Linked DNA regions of Rattus norvegicus: region 2 is linked to region 1. A link is a contact called in public Hi-C data. All regions are on one chromosome and are shown on one strand. The core of a region is the stretch at or near the end of the contact, and the rest is flanking DNA. Distances in the headings are between cores, read along the strand shown.

Region 1 (3,184 bases), core at 19-2,518:
TCAAATTATGATGTGTAAGTTCTGTGGGATCCAAAGCACAGCCATGACACACAAAAATCCCCTGATCAACTAAGCCTGGGGAAGTCTAGGAGAAACTGGTGTTTAAAACGTATGTGCATGTATGTATATGTATGTGTATGTAATATATATATATAACATATGTATGCATGTGTGTATGTAGGAATAGACTAATGGATAGATAGATGATACATACATACATACATACATACATACATACATACATAGTAACATGCTTGATGTCTTAGCATGAAGACTAAAACTTAGATCCCTATCCCTCATAAATGGGGCAGGCATGGCAATCTGTCTGTAATCCCAGGCCTCAGGAGGTGAAGACATGTGATTCTCAGAGCAAGATGGTGAACTGGGAAATCTGGGTTTAGGGAGAATCTGTTCTTCAGAAAATAAAGTGAAGAATGATGAGGAAGATGGCCAGTGACAAGCTACACACACACACACACACACACACACACACACTCGCACATACATACCACACACACATACACTCATACACAAATACTCACAAAACAGACACACATGGTCACCAGGACATGCATACATGTGAGCACATACATACATGTGAACATGCAAATAGACACACAGTCACAGCACATACATATACATGGACACATACATGTGAACACACTAACACAAACTCACATATATGGTTACCAGCACATGAATGCACATGGGTGCACACAGGTGAACATGCGAACACACACATATATACTCAGTCATCAGTACACACACACACATATACACACACACACACACACACACAAGCCCTCAACACACACACATACATATACACAGTCATCAGCATATACATGGACATGCACATGCACGTACACACTCACAATCACCAGCGTGCACACACACACACAGGTGTGCCCACACACATGGGAACATACAAATACAGACATGCACACACACATACAGTATATATGTCTATGTCTTAAGACTGTCAGTCATTAAAATGTGAATAATCTCTGTGAATCTTCTAGATGAAAACAGGGTACAGAGGAGCCCTCGAATTTCTAAGCCATTCCCTTTTCCCTTCTTCCTGGACAGAGGGAGCATGGAGCCCTAGAGATCACCCTTCCAGGAAATGCTGACATGAGGACCTTGCTGAAGACCTTCCTCAGCCTGGCTGCTGCATCATAGAAAAGCTGCCTGTGCCACTACTCACTCCCCCGCCCCCTCAAAAGAATGTTCTGGATTCCTGGCCAGCATTTCCAGCGGAAGGGCGCCAAGACTCTAGGATTCCAAAAGCACTGCTGGAGATCGACCGTTGCATTATGGGAACAACCTTTGGATCTGGGTGAGCCCAGGTCCAGGTCAAGCCATCATTCGCAGTTGCTCCAGTTATTTTCAGAAGGTGTCAAATTATCTCAGTTTCTCACCCAGAAAACAGGGAGCGACACTTACTCACTGGTGTATTTTTGGCCCCAAATAGTTAAATGACATAATTAGGAGAAACAATTCACACGTAGGCTTCCCATTTGCTTCATACATCTTGGGAAACTCCAGCAGAAAAACCAATAGCAAAGTGATCTGCTCTTGCTAATCTTTTCGATGTCTGAGGTCAGTTTCTGCCACTCTCCAACCAGAATAACAGGTTCCTCTCCCTGTGGGATGCCTGTGGCACTCTGACCTTCACTATACTTAGGGCACAGTGCTGAAGTCACTTTAGGACTAGCAAATGGGCTGTGAAGACTCTTGGCCACCACTCCCTTGCCCTTCGGGGAGTGGGAGAAGCCTCTTCAGTCACACTAGATAGAATCTCCACTTTGCAAAATCATACAAATCACGCCCCCTAACTGAGAGCTATATTTAGATCTGGTGCAGATGAACCAGTGTCATCCTGAGTTTGTATTATATGTAACACAAAGATCCAACACCTGGCCAGCAGTGTTTAGGAGCGCATCTGTGGAGAAGGAATTGTTCAAAGTACAGTTTTAAAGGTGTGCCTATTTCTGTGGAAGCAGATGTAATAGGTCTTTATGGGTATCTGTAACATTTGGTGTCTTCTTGCTTTCTTCCCTGCTGTAAAAATCCCCTAGGCTATAAAGTTTTAACCCTTAACTGTTGAGTGTGCAGATGTGTGTTTGCACATGTATGAACACATGTGTGCATGATGATAGCTACCATTGAGGGGGAAATGAATATGCTCATTTAATCGTGGCCTGGAGAAATGACTTGTGGTTTCAATGAAATGGCACAGAAAAACTCAGCCCTGTAAATGGACATAGTTTTGAAGTTCACTCGTAAGTCAGTACTTTGGAACATGGAACATGTTTTCTCATGGAAAAAAAAAAAGGTTTATAGATCCCTGGCCTAGCACACGAGAGATTGTTTAACTCCTACAGTACCTGAAGCAAAGTTGTTATTATTGTTGTTGTTGTTATTATTAATTTTGGGAAAACAATTTTCCATGGGAATGATTTTCAGAGTTCTATTGCTTAAGGGAGAGAGCCACTGACCATAAAATTTTAACTAGTCTCCTAAATCACACCGCCTTTCCCTTTTAATAAATCACCCAGAAGAGCAGCTATTAATACCGTAAATTATTTCCTGAATACGTTAAGTTAAAATAATATTTCGTTCTCTGCTGTCATATGTACTTTCAAACTTTAGTAAAAGGGATCCCATGGAACAAAGGCAAGTCTCTCAGAACATCCATGGAGATAGACTAGGTCTGGTTTCTTGTCCTGTTTCTTGGCTACTCTCCCGTGTCCAGGAGCCAGGTCAGCTGGCTCAGAGACGCTGTGAGCACGGTCCTCTTTTATTTTCATGGCAGACTTGTGTATCCGCTTTTTCCTCCCAAGTCTTTTGCTTTAGTCTTTTCTTTTACTTGTCTTATAATTTAAGAGGAATCCGCAGTAAGTAATGAAATATAGGCTAGGCCACAGTGACCACAGGAATCAGAACCACATAACACCTGGAATATGCTAGAAGTTGTATAAATATATCACAGAGTCATGGTGCTACAAAAAACCTAAAAAGATTGTCTTGCCTGTTCCCTGGCTTCCAGACAAGCCAACCATTCCTAACAGATGAGAGCTTCCCCTTCAGAGGAGGTTCCCCTTCAGGGTGCTGTTGTCTTTAATCTTTTCTAGTAACCACCTATTTCAGTCAGATAATTGGATTAGCTTTTTATTTAAAT
Region 2 (3,248 bases), core at 408-2,907, 300 kb after region 1:
AAAGCATAGGCTCTCTAAGTAGCAGAGAGGCTCAGAGCTAGGCGTAGAAATCTGGGTACATGTTTAGAGAGAGACTGGCAATATTCTTTTAGCCAAAGTAGCCAGGGAAAGGCCTCTGTGAGGAGGGAGCCTAAGAAAGGAGGAAACATGGACCTCTCTGGGAGGAAGGTTACAAGGCAGACATTTTTATTCCTGAGCTTGATGGACTACAGCAGCAAATGTGACTGGATAACGAGCACCTCAGTGAGAAACACAGAAGAGGCTGGAAATCCACACAAAGGCACCAAACTTAGTTTAATAGTGAAAGGGCCTGGAGGCTTTGGGTAGGAAGCGCAAGGCCCCAGGTTTGGTCCCCAGCTCCGAAAAAAAAGACTGCCAGAATCCTCGAGAGATCAAGAGGCCACAGGATCACTTCAGCTTCCTGTCCTGCCTCTGTCTCTGGTCTCAGTGAGGGGAAGCTGAGAGGTGGGGCATTACAAGGAGTGTGGGGCTTAGTTGGTGTCCTAGAGGCCTTAGTAGGAACAATTTGCTAAGTCAGGAAGAAGCCAGACGCAGGGAGGACTTCTACTTCGTGGCCAGACGCCACTTCTCTCTGCCAGAAAGTGGTAGAGCTGGAACAAAATAGTTCAGAGAACTTCAAGCCCTGTGGGCGATCAAACTCTGCTGAGGTATCCTAGAATTGCACAGAGGTGACTCAGGGACACAGCCAAGAAAGGATGAGAAACGAAGTCGGTGGGAAACCAGATCTCCTGCCTCTCAACCGCTCCCCATGCTCCCTGTGTGTCATTTTTACTTCCAACTTCAAAGTTTACATTTTAAATAAATGATAGTTAAGGTGTGGATTTTTTTTTTGAAGATGTTAAATGGGTGAGGAAATTTTAGGTGAAATTTTCACGGAGTTTGACATTGAGAATCGTTCTTTTTATCTTTTTATAAAAGTTGTTTTTAGAGTGACAATTGGACCAGCACTTTCTTCTCTACTCCAAGACATTGTTCTCATAGCCTTTGGGGGTATGAAATGGATCCAAGGAAGGAGACGGTTCTAGTTTGCTTCTTTGTCACTGCAAAAAAACACTGACCAAAAGAAACTTGGGGAAGAAAGGATATATTTGTCTTCAAGGTTATATAGTCCATCACTGAGGGAAGTCAAGGCCAGGAGGAACTGAGGCAGAAATCATGGAGGTATGCTGCTTGCTGGCTTGCTCGACTTGCTTAGCTTTCTTTCTAATGAATTAATTTTTCCTGTTTTATTTAACATTTTATTGATTCTCCGTGGACCTCACGTGATGTACCCCAATCCTGCCCATCTTCCCATCCCCTTATACCCACCCTCCGCCCTTGCAACCTCCCCCGAAAAAAGAAAAAAAGGTCTCATTTTGGGAGGGTAGTGTGTCCCACAGCATACCCCTTAGTCCACACCTCCCCACTTGCAAATGCATGAGTCATGAGTCTGGCTCTAGGCCCTTGGCCCTTGGCCTCTGCCACATCCTCAGTCAGATATCGTTATTGCCCTGTGCCATGGAGAGCCTGTAGCCCTGTAGGACCAGCCCCTTCACGTGCTCCAGCAGTTCCTAAACGGGGTAGATGTTAGGGTGGATCAGAGCCCTGGATCTGGGCCTGGGCGATAGCCAGGCTGGTCAGCCTGCCAGCTCTCCCTCACGGACACCACCGCCTGCTTTAGCCTGCTTTCTTATGCAACCCAGACCCAGACTGTACCACCCACAGTGGACTGGGCCCTCTCACATCAATTATTCACCAAGAAAATGCCCTGCAGACATGCTCTTAGATCAGCATCGTGTGATAGAGGAGCTCTTACTGGAGGTTCCTTCTTCTTAGGTGACTCTAGTTTGTGTCAAGTTGACAAAAAACAAAAAAAACAAAAAAAACAAAAAAAAAAAAAAACAAAAACCAGCCAGCACAGAGGGCATACTCTTCAGAATAGACAGATATGTTCCCCTTGACCCTTGGTGATGCTGTAGCAATGGGGGTCATTCAAATATACATTTCACTTGGCTGTTTTCTATGGTTGTGCAGGCCCTAGTGACTAAATGAAGTCTAGACTCATTATTGTGACGAATCAACCAATGACTCTGTGTGAACTTGCCTTTGCATCCAGTTCCCACCTTAGGCTAGGACAACACAAAACAGTACTCCTGCAGGCTTTGGAAACCAGCTTTCCAGATGATATTCAGACAAGGGCTCAGTGGGAAGGAGCGGGAAATGGGTACCAATAAATTTAAAGAAACTTTCCTATTCTTGAGCATTTTTGAAAGTTGGTTTATATGTAAATAATGTGGAAGGAGAAGTTAAGTACAGAAAGCAAACCGATGTCAAGCTCAAGAAAATCAGACATTTTGCAAGAAAGAATGATAGTAGTAAGTGACTTGGGTTCTTCCCCCCCCCCCCAACACAGTATTTGTATTAATTATTTGGGAATTTCCCATCGTGCATCCTGATCGCACTCACTTCCGTTCATTCCATGTCTGCTTCCCCGCCATTTTGACCCCTTTTCCCCCAAAAGAGGAAAGACTGATAAAAAAGAAAAGAGAAAAGTTTATTTTGTGCTATCCATATGCTCACTGTCTACTGATCAAATTCCCAGTAGCCTGACCCCTGAAGAAAACCGAGTCCTTCTCCTCCTGCACCCCCACCAGAAGCCATCAACTGTGGGGAGCTATACTTCAGCATCCACATCACCATCTTTAAGAGTTCTCTTTGATGGCTTCCTTGGAGGGGCTCTCATTTTTTGGAGGAGGGTTGGGGTAGGGGTTGTCACAGAAGCCTTTCATGTTACTCTTTCCCAACTGTGCATCTGCAGTTGACAATAATGTGAAAGCTGCTGTGTTGCCCTCACAGTCAGCGGCAGCATGGATCCTGGACTTCTACCTGGTTTCTGGCAACAGCACAGACCACGGACATCCACATGGTCTCCAGCACATGCCAAGGTCCTCCAACTTGGTCTCCAATGGCAGCACTGCCCACAGACATCAACATGGGTTCCAAAGTTTGGACCATGGCCTCCTGGAGAAGTATGGACCAATGAGGGACTTTCAGAAAGGTCCAATCCAGTAAACGAACCGTTCCTCGTCACGAACATCCCGTAGCAGTTCAGAGCCAGGATGGTTGGGTGGTCGGGCAGCTTGTTCGGGGCTGAGTCTACTGAAGGACCAGGCTGCTGCTGGACGTCACCCTCCAGACCCTACTGGGTAATGACCTGTTCCTCCATTAACCGTGGTCTCTGATACCTG

What was found. A called contact is a pair of places that touch in the nucleus more often than the background predicts.
Region 2: a Hi-C map of Schwann cells shows a contact between it and region 1, with 13 times the contacts expected there. The contact joins two enhancer-like sites. A contact is called at or near these places in 6 of 12 Hi-C or Micro-C datasets (the A7r5 cell line, Schwann cells, frontal cortex and 3 more).

What each region holds. Positions count from the first base shown.
Region 1 is chr1:4,600,878-4,604,061 of GRCr8, forward strand. The region is part of intron 3 of Ust (uronyl-2-sulfotransferase); the gene reads right to left. Among named protein-coding and RNA genes, the nearest start is that of Ust, 180 kb to the right of the region's middle. Within about 2 kb of position 1,269, at least 7 of the 93 cell types and tissues checked have an H3K27ac peak or open chromatin away from gene starts, as enhancers often do.
Region 2 is chr1:4,904,449-4,907,696 of GRCr8, forward strand. No RefSeq gene overlaps it. Among named protein-coding and RNA genes, the nearest start is that of Rnu6-884, 29 kb to the left of the region's middle. Within about 2 kb of position 1,658, at least 18 of the 93 cell types and tissues checked have an H3K27ac peak or open chromatin away from gene starts, as enhancers often do.